Linked DNA regions of Xenopus laevis: region 1 is linked to region 2. The links are chromatin contacts, called in public Hi-C maps. All regions are on one chromosome and are shown on one strand. The core of a region is the stretch at or near the end of the contact, and the rest is flanking DNA. Distances in the headings are between cores, read along the strand shown. Region 1 has its middle 3.8 kb from the start of ssbp2.L. Region 2 has its middle 29 kb from the start of atg10.L.

The links. Hi-C and Micro-C count contacts between places; a contact is called where the count stands out from the background.
Region 1: a contact with region 2 is called in a Hi-C map of the XTC cell line, with 2.4 times the contacts expected there. A contact is called at or near these places in 2 of 4 Hi-C or Micro-C datasets (the XL177 cell line and the XTC cell line).

The regions. Positions count from the first base shown.
Region 1 is chr1L:197,717,640-197,724,823 of Xenopus_laevis_v10.1, forward strand. No RefSeq gene overlaps it. Among protein-coding and RNA genes, the nearest start is that of ssbp2.L, 3.8 kb to the right of the region's middle.
Region 2 is chr1L:197,613,547-197,620,838 of Xenopus_laevis_v10.1, forward strand. No RefSeq gene overlaps it. Among protein-coding and RNA genes, the nearest start is that of atg10.L, 29 kb to the left of the region's middle.

The sequences.
Region 1 (7,184 bases), core at 1,687-4,186, 100 kb after region 2:
GTTTATGGAAAGGTATAGTATGTGTGCCATTGACCTAAAGGTATAGAAGTCCCACAGAAAGAAACCAGTGTATATAATGTAATATAATATAATGTAATATCTCAACTGACTATTGTGTGCCAGTATTTCATGTAATTGTGTATTTTATGAAAAAATGGGTTGTAGGTCCTATATCAGCTCATTACAAAGTCTCCATTGTGAGATCATTACGATTAATCTCTTTTCAGGGAAGCCTGGATTGACTCTCATGTCATCTGACTGAGAATTTGGCAGATCACTAAATCTCACTGTCCCTCGGGCATCAGAAATTAGACTGTAAACTCGGTTGGGCAGGTAATCAATTATGACTGGGAAATTCTATGTTCGAATAAAATGAATAACAAAAGATATAGACTTCTAATTATTGGTCATGCAACATAATACTTGTGAGCAAAGCCAAAGGCCAGGCATGTATCATAAAATACAGAGGGCTATATAATTTTACAGTGTGGGTTTTCTCTCTTTGTGTTCTGATCACATATGGTCCAGCCTCACTAACTGGATGAATGTAAATATTTTCTGCCCTATCAGTTAATTACACTTTCATCAGAGACGCCACATCCAAAATCCAACTGCCAGCACTGCTTGCTGGATGTGCCTTTTTTTATCTAGGGCCAGAGTCATTGATAAAGGGGCTCCAGGCATTCGATTAAGTCAGTGGCCCCAAATCTGGGGGGCTGTAATCAGTGTAATGCAGGGATATCCAGTTGTTGTCAAACTACAACTATAAGGGGCCCATTCATTAAGTTCGAGTGAAGGAATAGAAGAAAAAAAACTTTGAATTTCGAAGTGTTTTTTTTGGCTACTTCGACCATCGAATGGGCTACTTCGACCTTCGACTACGACTTCGAATCGAACGATTCTAAAAATCGTTCCACTATTCGACCATTCGATAGTCGAAGTACTGTCTCTTTAAGAAAAAACTTCAACCCCCTAGTTCGCCACCTAAAAGCTACCGAGGTCCCCATAGGCTTGCCTAACTTTTTTTGGTCGAAGGATAATCCTTCGATCGTTGGATTAAAATCATTCGAATCGTTCGATTCGAAGGATTTAATCGTTCGATCGAACGATTATTCCCTCGATCATTCGATCGAAGTATTTGCGCAAATTCCTTTGATTTCGATATTTGAAGTCGAAGGATTTTCATTCCCCAGTCGAATATCGAGGGTTAATTAACCCTTGATATTCGACCCTTGATGAATTTGCCCCTAAATCTCTCCAACAGCAAAGGCATGGAGCTGTAGTGGAATTAGACAAGGAGGGACATAGGCTGGACATTCCTCATAATTAAGGTTAAATTATATTCCAGCTGTTAAACCATTTATATGCCCTTTCTGATTTTAGCAGAGACGCCTATGATGCTAGGTACCCAGGACAAATGCCCTTTCTGCCCTTCCGTTAGCATGACCTTGTCTCTCTCGGCCCCTGCAATGCTCCCTCTCCAGGGAAAAGGGTACTTTTTAAGATTCCTGTAACCTGCTGAATCACCCTCCCTTCCCAGAGCCTTGTGGTTAGTACTGTGAGAGGGCTGCCGGGAGATCAGGAATAAAAGCAGTGAAGCTGAACTGTACACAACAAAGAAAGGAAGCCAGCGGCCTGCTGAGATCCTATCACTGGGGTTGTGGGGACCCTAAGGGGACTTGCCAAATTGAAAATACACAAACATAAAAGACACATAATATGGATCAAAATAACACATTGTTTGTGCTGCTTTGTGATATTCATAAATGCAAAGAAATAAAATATTGGTTTAGGATTGTAAGCTCAACAGGGCAGGAACCTCTTTCCACTTGTCTCTTTAACATTAACTGCATTTTGTATTTATTCATATTTATTATTATATTGACGGCTGTTTGTTCCGTTAATGTATTGTTCTGCTGTACAGCACTTTGTGCATAAGCAGCACTATATAAATAAAAATAAACATACATACATAATAAATAGCCCTCCAATAAGTTCTGGCTTTACAAGGTGCAGTTACCCAGGACCTCAAACCTCAGGCCGGGCCCCTTGGCAAGACTATGGCCTTTACGAAAAACACAGGTTACATACAGTATTGCACTGTTTAACAATTATTATATTATTTGTTTTACATTATGAATATCCAACCTGAGGTCCTCCAGCTCTGGAACAACTCCCAGCATCTCACAAATAGAGGAAGCTATTGCTTAACTGGAGAGCTGCAGCTAGGGTTTATATGAGCAGGGTTAAAGCCTAAGGGCCCTTACTTATGGGCTTTGAAGCTTCGCTCCCCTGCGTTCAGCCGCAGGGGAGCGCAGGAGTAGACGCACTGAATTCTTTTCAATGCGGCTGTACTCACACAGACGCATGTAACTGCTGAACGCAGGTAAAATGCAACATGCTGCATTGCAACCTGCGTTAGATGCTTACATGCGTCTGTGTGAGTACAGCCACATTGAAAAGAATTCAGCGCATCTACTCCTGTGCTCCCCTGCGGCTGAACACATTAAACTGCAACGCTTTGAAGCGCAGCTTCAAACGCCGTGAGTAAGGGCCCTGACACTTATAAAATCTGCAATCCAAAGGGTTAAATAACAATTCATTTAGATGCACCCTGCATGGCTGTGCAGAGCGCAGTGCAGTCTGCAGCCTGCATCTAAAATAACTGTTAATTAGCCTCGCAAGTTGTCCAGTGCTAAAAGGCTGAAGTGGCAACCTTAGCTGTGTGTTTGACATTTCTGCCAGCATGAAGGCGTCCCTGTAGATATGCTAATAAAAATGCCTGTCTTTTTTTTTAGGATTCAGTTAGCAATAGAAAATGTTTGCTGCAAGCCTGCTGCCATGCAAGGGTTAAGCAGATGTGTGGGGGAGGCAGTCCATGGTATGAGCTGGAGGCAGTTAAGTTGTATGTTTGTACAGAGGGTGGGTGTGGTATCTCTTTGCTTACTGCCCCCCTCTCTCTGGTATGTAATGTAGGCTAGTGAAATGTGTATTGGGGGAAAGGTGTAGGTCTGACTTGCATCTTTATGAGCTGTGCAACTCTCCTTTTGCAGACTGACAGGCAGGGTTTTTTTTTATAGCCAGCAGTATTGTTTCCTTTCTCAATTTAACTCTTCCCTCCCCGTGTGCAGAGCAGCAAGAGATGAATACACGACTGCCTTTGTACATCACATTAGTAGTAGCCTATGTATTAAACCAAAAGAGGTTCAATACTGTAACAAATGTTTCATTGCAAAGTGCAGTTATTTCAGCAGAATTTCTTCATTTGCTTCTTTTATGTATTACACCAAAAGAGATTACCTTCTGCAACAAATGCTTCATTTGAAAGTGCAGAATTTCTTCATAGGCGTCTTTGTTAGATTGTAAGTTCTTGTGAGCTGGGTCCTCTCGCCCTTGTGTTTCTTTCAAATGTGACAGGTAATTCTGTTAATAGTGTGACCCAGCTTTATGATCATATGTGTCTAAGTTTGGCTTTTCCATTAGACCATAGACCCAATTCTGTATATGTGTGGGGTCATACTGTAGATCAGCGCTAAACTGCAGAGACACACTCTATCATAGATGAAGTCGGGTAGCTAGGGCATAGAACAATTGGGGGAATTTGTGCAATTGGCTATACACGTATTTCAATATGGGGGCAGAATTGTAATATTACTGCATGTGGTTAATGGTTTTCTCTTAAACACCCACAAAAACCAAGACTGTGTTCTGGAGAGAGAAAGGCCTTTTATAGCCAAATCGCCATATAATTTGCTCCATTTTCCTAAACTAATAAGTACCCTGGCATGGCAGGGTTGGACTGGACTCCAGAGACAGGGCCATTTTAATAAATGGACAAATGGGGCTCAGGGTTCACCCACAGACATATGAGCTGGTATAACTTTTGATGGAAGCATCCTGCAGAGGTGGTACAGCCCTCATTTTAATCATCTGGAAGAACAATATTTTCTCATTTATCTGCCCCGTGACTGGTGGTCCACTTACCTGGACATGCATTTCACATGCTTGAGAGAAATTCTATCACAAATTTCTTGGGGAAGTGGGGGCCCACCAATGAAATCTTTGCCTTAGGTCTGCTAGTGCTTTAATGTGGCCCTGCCCATAGGATCTATCTGGCCCCAGTCAAGTACAATTCCCACCACCCTTTTTTTTATTTTCCTGTGCATATAAAGTTATGTTTTGCAAACTCATTGCGACTCAACTGCCAGTGATAATACTGCATACTGTATTATGCTGTGTGTGCCAGTAAAACAGCTTAATATAAATTATTTTGCACAAAAAAAACAGATCTTAAAAATTTGCAATTATAAAGTGTGAGGTAATAACTGCCTGATGAACATTGTTACATTGTGAAGTAATGGTCCAATCTTGACACTTTTAAAGGCACCAGTACAAATGGCAAGATGGAATACAAGCCTTTACTAGACCTCAATGTCAAAGTAGCTTTAGTCCAAAATGGGAGTTAAAGAGATACTGACACCAGAAATTAAATCATTTTTACATTATATCATAGTATTGGCTTTGTTTGTGACTTATAATTTTGCCATAAAGTATTTGCTCAAAGCTTTTACATTACCCATCTGACTCCCCGTGCTCGTCTATGAGGGGGCTGCCATATTTGTGCAGCAGGAGTCCGTTAGCATTAGAAACTTTAACTGACAGTCTGAGATGGGACAGTCAGGTTGGCAAAAGAGTCAGGTTTAGGAACTTAAACTAAAAATTATATATAAAAACAGACCTCTCTGCAAAAAAAAACGATCAACATGACCTTTTAATGTACATTTATATTTTAAAAAGTATTTTTTTTGGCATCAGTATCACTTTAAATGGAGAAATATATTTCTTTACAACAAAAAAAAAATCAATGTAAATTGTATTCATTTTATGCCATCTTATGCCAAAATGTCTCCTTTATAACAAAAAAGTGGTTTCTGCAAACTGAAATCTATTTTCTGAATCCTTTAGCTTGAAAGCTCTTGTAAGCAGGCTCAGATACTATTTCTATTTTGTAACTCTTGTTTATTCATTTATTTAAGGACCCAGAGACTTTTGAAAAAGTTTTTATAAGTTATATGACACATTGGTATGATCACTGATAGTACTACAAAGTCATAAACGTGTTCCGTTAGAAAAAAAAGATTTTGTCACATAAAGTGTTTGTGTCTGGCTCAAATACACGGTGCACAGGGTCGGACAGGGCTACTGGGACAACGGGAAAAAACCTGGTTGGCGTTCTCTCCCACCAAGAACTGTGGACACTCTCCCGCACCCCCTGATCATGGCAGCAAGGAGGAAGTAATAGGTGTGCACATAAGGGGAAGTGACATCAGGTTTGACTTGTGGAGGAGTTTGTGACTGGGAAGGCCCTGCCGATGTGAGAAAACATATATGGCTGACCTCCAATCTGACATAGTGTGCACTGAAAAGCACTGCATGTCAGCGCACCCACATGATGGATTTCAGCACTGGAATACATCACGTGTGCACTGACATGCAGATGCCATGCTTTTCAATGATTACTAAAGAGAGTGGACGGCAGCTGATAGCTGTTTTCTCCCCTGGTGTATTTATGCATGGAACACAAGCCTAAGAAGGGAATTCGAAAAAGTGGAGTAAGCTGAGATTGGAGTAAAGGTGGCCATACATGAGCCGATAAAAGAAGTGCATTAGCCAGTGTATAGGCCCTCCCACCGTGCTTCCCTGACTGATATCTGGCCAAAAATCAGCCAAATGTCGATTGGGCAGGCTTAAAATTTCCATTGGATCGACCTCCTGCACTCCTGGCCTTGTGATCCGATTGTTGGTCCCTATGGCCCATGATCGGATCAGCTTGTATCGGCCACTCAAGGTAGGGATATTGGTGCAGGATCAGCTTGTACGACAACCTCTCCAAATGAGCGGATATGCCCATGTATGGCCACCTCAAGAAATATTATCGGGGTTAAACTGGAGTTAAAAAATGTCATTCACAAAAGCCTGAATGACATAATATGGTGGTTGTGTACTCTGTGGCGTTAATTGTCATTCAAGAATGAATGAATTTTGAGTGCCAAATTTCTCAATAATAATCTGTAGTACAATTTAGGCCAAGCTGTAATTGTTTTTGAATATTGCTGGAGTTAATAAAATATAATTCAGGAAGATGGAATTGAACAGGAAAAATAGTTTTGCTCCAACTTTTTGATTAAAAATTGGTGTAGGGTAGCCTAAAAAGAAAAACTGGTGTTCAGGCGATCATGACTTAGGGCGTAATTGAATATTCTATGTCAATTTCATTTTAAATTTGTTTGAAATCCCGCCCTAGTGTAGATAATGGCAAGAGATTCAAAGATACTTTGATCTATTACACATGGGCTGAATGGCATATTCACGCAACAGCATGTTGCATTCACCAAACTGGAGTTAGCATTCTGTCAATTTACTCCACCTTTGTGAATACTTGCAGCTATGCCGCTAGCCATGCAACTTTGGCATTTGGTGGCAGATGATGATGTTTAATAACAACCACAGGACACCAATGCAAATTTCACAGGTGTTCTCACTTGTGTAAATTGTAATCATTTTACTTGCCTGCACAAATATATATATTTCAGATTTCCCACTGTGTAAGGGTTACCAAATAGTAACAATACTTCTCATAAACTAGCCCAGAGGTCGTGGCATTAGTGATTGTGTCCATAGACTAGAAAAAAAAGTAATACAGTAAAGTCAAAGTCAAAGTGAACTTTATTGCCATCTCAGCAGTATACAATACACAGTGAGACATATATTTTACAATCTCCTGAAGTTTCCCCTCATTTTACATTGTTGTTTTGTTGTCCCATTAAGCATAATACATTTCCCCGATTTTACATTTTCCTGGATTTTACACCATTTTTTGCTGGTCCACTGAAAAAAGTAAAATGGAGGTTCTGCTGTATTATACACAATATACAATGGCATAATCCGGGTGCAGTGGGATTATGGAGGGTTTGCCTGTAAGGTTGTGGCCCTTTCTGGAAGAAAATACAATCTTTCCAACATTTTTTATTGTTCCTCTCTAATAAGATTGGCATCAAGTATGATTTTTACAGACTGGTGGGCAACCGTAGCCTAAGAAAAGCCATAATGTTAGTCAGGATATACCTAAGATAGAAGTTATTGCACAGGTGAGGGTCACCCTAAAACAGGAACAGTAATAATTA
Region 2 (7,292 bases), core at 1,500-3,999:
AAAAGTTAAAAATTTAAAAAAGAATTCTATTTTTTCCCATAAATAAGGAGAGCAAATTTCTTCTTTTCACGTTCTATATTATGCTGTTACTACACCACAAATTTTTAAAGACCTGCTTAAAGGTGCCGGGGTATTTTTGGTGCAGAAAATAACTTTTTCACTGAGACTATTTATTACATAGACTGCACACTGGTGCAAACTTTAAAATATTCCATCTTTTTAAGTGATTTTTAATGGTTTTAAAATTAATAGTAAATGGCTGAATTTATTGGTCTTACTGTAGCTGATGGATTGGAGTTAATTGCTAATTTATTGCTATGAGTTACTACTGCAGAGTAAAATGTACTCTTAATTTGTTACTCCTCCACCCTCTTTCCATCCTAATAGATCAGATTAATGAAGCATAACTTATATTTTGATATATTTACCATTATACATAAGGTTTGAGTGTCTGGGGGAGTTGCTTAACCACAAACCGATGTGGTTTGTTTGCTACAGGAATAGGATTTGTATTGAACATACTTTTGTATGTGTTTCTTGAACTAAAAAATTGCTGCTTCTCCAGGTCCAGATACAGATAATTAGATTACCTGGCACCTCTGGTAATTTAATTATCTACCTCGCAAGGAGCAAACATGGAGTAGCTTTAATTTCCTGTTTGCCCTGTTTAGCCCAAAAAATTTAAAAGCTTAGCTTTTTGTCATTAAAACAATAGGAAAATAGCACAAGAACTATTCATAGAACCCTTACTCAGTTTGGACGACTATTCATAGTTAACTAAAGTTAAACAACAGGATATACTGTCTCTTTAACTCCCTGTCAGGGGCATGTGTGCTATGCCCAAAGCAAGCAAAGGCTCGCTAGGCTGAAGGAGGGTGGTTTGCTCATGAAGCACACAGATCTCACAGAAACTTTACTTTGGCATGCACTGCCCTGGGCTGTGCAAAACAAACTTTCTGCAAATAATTGCTACATTAGTATTAAGGAAAGATGTACTAGTATTAAACACAATGCATTCCTATACACAGCTCTGCCTGCAGAATTAAGTTTTAGTATTCTGGTTAATGGACTGTTCAGCCTGCACTCATGCAACTCTTGCGCAGCTACAGTTTTCAGCATCCACTTCTAATAAGGGGTCCCAAGAGGGGAATAAAAGGAAAAAGGATTAGAGCGGCCATCTCTCCCCTTCAAAACTAGACTACTTAATGCACACCGCCTAGTACTGAAATTCAAGCTACTGTACAACGACTGCTCCCTCCAACAACGCAGCTCAGAGCCTGTGGGTAAATACCCTTAGCTCTCTAGTTCAGTGGTCCCCAACCAGTAGCTCGTGAGCAACATGTTGCTCAGTCCCGGACTGGCAATCTGTGGGTTGCTATAAGGTGCCATAGAAAGTCAGTATTTAGTGGGTTGTTTGGGCCTCTGTGTGGGCTGATTGGGCTTCTGTATAACTGAAATGCCAGGGCCTATTTTAATTCTCAGTCCTGACCTGATGTTGCTCTCCAACCCCTTGGATGTTGCTCTCAGTGTCCTCAAAGCAGATGCTTATTTTTGAATTCCAGGCTTGGAGGCAAGTTTTGGTTGTATAAAAACCAGATGTACTGCCAAACAGAGCCTCAATGCAGGTTGCTAATCCACATAGGGGCTACTAAATGGCCAATCACAGCCCTTATTTGGCACCCCAAGAACATTTTTCATGCTTGTGTTGCTCCCCAAATCCTTTAACATCTGAATGTTGCTCACGGGTTCAAAAGGTTGGGGATCCCTGCTCTAGTCCATGGGGAATTGTTATCAAAACATCACAAAGCTCCCCAGATACATGAATGGGAGGTGCAACAGCTTCTGCCCTATAGAGAAAATGATCACCTAAAAACACAGATCATGAAGGGTGACCCATATTGCCCACCTATAGGAGTAGCCGCTTTAAAAAAAGAACACGTGTGCCGCAGCCCATTGTAGGGTAACCCCATCACCAGATAAACCAAGGACGCTTCTAGAAATTTATTATTTCATTGATTTTAGTCAGTACAGCTCAGTCACTTGCATCCCTCATTAAAATAACCTGGTCACCTTACGTTTGGTGAAGTATTGCCGACTGGCACAAAATGTTGCAAAGCAAACTGATCTGTCAGGCTTTACTTAAAATAACCAAAGATATATAAAATTCTGTGACGCCTCAAATCACATAACCTGTCTGTATGAATCAACCTGCATCTGGTGCACAAAACGCGTAAGGTTCGTGTGTCACAAACCATTTATAGAGTTGAATATATTATTGCTTTAATTGTGACAGTTTCCCTGTGTTCCAGAATACTAAAAGGGTCACGTGTTGAAAGTCAATAATGTACATATACAAATGATATAACAACAGATACACACTGTTATTATATGTCCTTTGTCATCAGCATTTTTATACTAAAGTGCCCCTGTGATACTGGGGCCCTCTCTGCCCTTGAAGCAGCCCACACGAAGGGGGCAGGTTGGCAGCCCCACAGAGCACAGGGGCTTGAGTTTAGCAGAAACAGCCTAGTGAGCTGGTGAGGCTGCAGTGTGAGCCTGTGTGAGAGACAGCAGCACTTCCGGGATAAGCTGCGCTCCCAGGGGCTGCGGAGGGAGGGTTGCACTCACAGAACAGCAAATGCTATTCAGCCCGGGCAGTTTCAAGGCGCCCTTGCTGGGGAATTACTGTATAGTCTGTAGCTACGGCTCTGTACCTCCAGCGCTGGATCTGTGTGTGCAGGAGGGGAGGGGAAGCTACGGGAAAGGAAGCCAAGTGGGAAGCCTTAAAGTTACTCTGCTGCAACCTACACACAGAGCCGGGGAGGCAGCCCGTCCTTTGTATTCATGCAATAAGCCATGTCCAGACCTAGGGCAACTCGGCCTCTGATACCGGCTGCGGGTGTGAAGGCATGCTGGGAAATGTAGTGCGACAGAAACGCTTCAAATAATAATTGTCTAATAATGCTATTCTCCCCCCTTTGTCTGGTGGCTGTAACTTGCCATGCCTAAGGATGGAAGTAGGGTTGCCAACTGGCCAATATTTTACCGGCCTGGCCTGTAAAAATAATGGTTGATCCCAATGTATTTTTTTTTCAGAAAAGGTGGCAACCCTAGATGGAAGCAGACATGGCTACTCTGGGAGATTAGTCACCCAGCGACAAATCGCCTCTTCTTCAGGCGACTAATCTCCCCTAAATGCCTTCCCACCGCCTATAATGTAAATCCCCGGCGGGGTGGCATTAGGAATGCTTAGTTTTCCTTAGTTGCCTCATGAGGAAACCAGTAGGGATGCACCGAATCCAGGATCCGGTTCGGGATTCGGCCGAATCCTTCTGTCTGGCTTAACCAAATCCAAATTTGCAAATGCAATTTAGGGGTGGAAAAGGAAATCACGTTACTTTTTGTCACAAAACAAGGAAGTGAAAAATGTTTTCCCCTTCCCACCCCTAATTTGCATATGCAAATTCAGATTTGGTTCAGTATTTGGGGAATCCTTGGTGAAGGATTCGGGGGTTCGGCCGAATCCAAAATAGTGGATTCGGTGCATCCCTAGAAACCGGGCGACTTCGGAAAGCTGAAGTTATCTGAGTGCCACTAGGGTTGCCCCCTGGCCGGTATTTTACAGGCCTGGTCTGTAAAAATGATGGCTGATCCCAATGTTATTAATAGGGAATAAAGATAAATATATAGGAAGGCCGGTATGATTTCCAAAAAAGGTGGCAACCCTAGTGGCATCCCGCCGGCGATTTACATTGTAGCCGGCGAGAAGGCATTTAGGGGAGATACAGACTGATACATTAGATAGCTTTAAGAAGCGGTTGGTGGCTTTTTAGCAAGTGAAGGGAATACAGGGTTATGGACAGGGTTTGACTGGGGGGCCCGGGGCCCACTGGGACTCCTGTCCAGGGCCCCCCTCTGGACCCCCTACTGCGACGCCGCGTATGCGCTGCAAATGTTTTTTTTTTGTAGGGCCAGGAGATCGGGAGAGGGGGTCTGGCCCGGGGGGACCCATAAGGGCCGGGCCCACCAGGTTTTTTTCCCAGTGTCCCACCGGGCCAGTCCAACCCTGGTTATGGAAGATAGCTCATAGTACAAGTTGATCCAGGGACTGGTCCAATTGTCATTTTGGAGTCAGGAAGGAAAATTTCCCCCTCTGAGGCAAATTTTTAGAGACTTCTAATGGTCAACTAGCAGTTAGGCAGGTTATATATAGACTTAAAAGGTCAAAATTGATTGTGAGGTGTCTAATTTACTATGTTACTGTTACTAGATCATCCTTCTGACTCAGATTCATAAAGACATTTTTATGCTAGCCATACACTGCATTTTTGGCGAGGTTGCCAAACAAGTAGAGCTTTGCCCAGTTCGTACTCCCATATGTTGTCTGTCTCGGTCTAAGCTAAAATGATACCACGTGGGGCTAGCTTGAGACTTTACTAGTGGAGCTTAATAGGGTGCCCATATCCCACACCGTACTGTGCTCAGGGCAAGGAGAAATAAGACACACCCACCAATACAGACAGGAAGTGCAGATAATCTGGAGAACCATTTGTAAGGCCCTCCTGGCGTAAGCACACGTGTTATCCATACCTTAAGCCAGGGGTCCCCAACCTTTTTCAACAGTGAGCAACATTCAGATGTAAAAAGAGTTGGGGAGCAACACAAGCATGTAAAATGTTCCTGGGAGGTGCCAAATAAGTGCTGTGATTGGCTATTGGTAGCCCCTAAATGGACTGGCAGCCTACAGGAGGCTCCATTTGGCAGTACATCTGTTTTATATGCAACCAAAACTTGCCTAAAGTCAGGAATTAAAAAACAAGCACCTGCTTAGAGGCCACTGAGAGCAACATCCAAGTGGTTGGTGAGCAACAAGTTGCTCACGAGCTACTGGTTGGGGACCACTGCCTTAAACTGTCCAAGTCAATGCAGGCTGGTTTGAGTTGTTGAACCGTGAGATGGAGCCCCATTGTACATGAGATTTAGTAACTGAAGAAATCGTATTAAAAGTCAAAGTTAGAGCCTACATTTCAGTTTAACTCATGTGATGCCACCCAAACCACTCAGGAAGCCTCCTCAGGACTTAGATCATTAGAGGGAAGAGCCTGGAGAACTATTGCAGACACAGGCATTTAGCACTGGCAGACTTTGCATTCATTCGGTGCATAACACAACTATCACACACAAGGTTCACTTGCAGCTGTGGCAGGCTCTTATTTATTGTTTAATGTTCTTTCTAAGGGCATTGCTGCATTTGTTTGCCCCTACAATGTGTACACCTAGTGGAGTGCTATATTTGAGATGCATGGTAAATGCAATAAAAATGTTAGAAATGCCTCAAACATAAAAAACGTGGTGCAACAGCCAAATGTATCTGCAGCAGATGAATTATTTTTTACTGCATTTATAATGTGTCTGATATCTGGGCAGTTCCATTGTGACTTTGCTAGTAGGGGTCCATGGCCCTGTTGCATCAGTCAATGCTACTATGCTGTTTGCATATATTTCATCTCTTCCATGGGCTTATTCTTTTTGTTGTTTTTCTTACTCCCATGCACTTCATTTAACATCTCTTCTTACCCCTCTATATCTCTATGTCTGTTTCTCGATTCCTGCTGTCTAAATCCCATTGTATAATCATGCCCTACTCTAGACCCTCCTGTCTCTGCCTTACCTGCCAGTCTACTTTATTTTATAATTTGCTGGAGCAAGTGGCCAGTTACAGAATGAAAGCATGCTCGTGTTAGCTGCTGCGAAAGTCACTTGCTGGTCAACAAATAAAAAGTATGATATTGTCAGTATGGAAAAGCCCCACCAGGCATGGTTAGAAAAGGTGCTTTACAGGAATTGGGTTTCTTGGATTTACATCAATGACTGGATGGTGGTCATTTGGCCTAAGATCTGTTGTAACTTGGTAAAGAAACCAAACGTGTCCATGTCCAACCCATTGGTGATAATGAGATATTGGCAAAAAGTGTCTTCTATTGTAGTTATACAATTGTGCTTCCCTTCCAGTAATGGAAGATGTAATAGGGGTGGCCTAGAGGAGATAGACATCTGGTGGACATAATATCAGAAGTGGATAGAAAGGCAATTCTTTAGTGCTGGATCTCACTCTTTATTCTTTCAGTAGGATTAGTTGAAAACTAACTACAATTTGTGCTCTTCATGGATTGGTTGAATTTCGGATACATAAAGAACAATTGACTGCAAATGTTTATAATATGTGGACCTAATATGTTCAGTCTCTTACCTCTCACTGTCAACAAGAGATAATTCTGGTTACTAAATTCAAAACTTGGGTAATGTCAGTCGAGTTGGTTTGTAGAACCCTGCTTTAGGACAGTAGATAGATACATAGACAGATAGATAGAGAGAGACGGATGGATGCAAATATAGATAGAGCAGATTAGGTTCTGGGTACTGCTGGATAAAGATGAATCTTATGTCTTAAAGGAAAACTATACCCCCCAAACAATGTAGGTCTCTATTAAAAGATACTGAGTAAAACAGCTCATGTGTAAAACCCTGCTTCATGCAAATGAACCATTATCATAATAATATACTTTTTTAGTAGTATGTGCCATTGGGTAATCATAAATAGAAAATTGCCATTTTAAAAAATAAGGGCCGCCCCCTAAAATCGTAAGATTCCCTGTGCACACATACAAACCACATGTAAGGTCACATGAGCCAATTAACAGACATAGTTCTGCCTTTTGCTTCCTCACTTCTTCCTGTTACAGTTAGTGTTGTAGTATTTCTGGTCAGGTGATCTCTGAGGCAGCACAGATAGAGTCCCGAAATGGTGGTTCAAGGCAAGAGATGTAAAAGGGCAATATTTATGTAAATATATATTCCAGTTTGGTAAGATTCTTTAATATGTCATTCAATTTGATATAAACTATCTGTTGCTTAAGTATTCATTTCGGGGGTATAGTTTTCCTTTAAGTATTTATGGATGACACCGGGTGAATAAGTTACAGTATGAGCACAGAAGCTTAAATGGAAGAGAATGTCACCTTTTCCCTTGGGGTGTATTTGGTGGCCACCAGGTCACAGGGTTCTCGCTAGTGATCAGCAAATCTGTCCCATTTCACTTCGCCAAAAAGTCACAAAATGCATTAAAGTGAATGAGCAGTTTTTCGCAGTGATTAGGTGACTTTTTTTTGTGCACAGTACATTGGAATCTATGGCTGTTATTTGTGGCACAACAACAATAGGGTCAGGCTACGGAACTAAATTCTAAGAAAAGGAAAAGGCTGATGTTCTGGATCTGCATATTGGAAAGAACC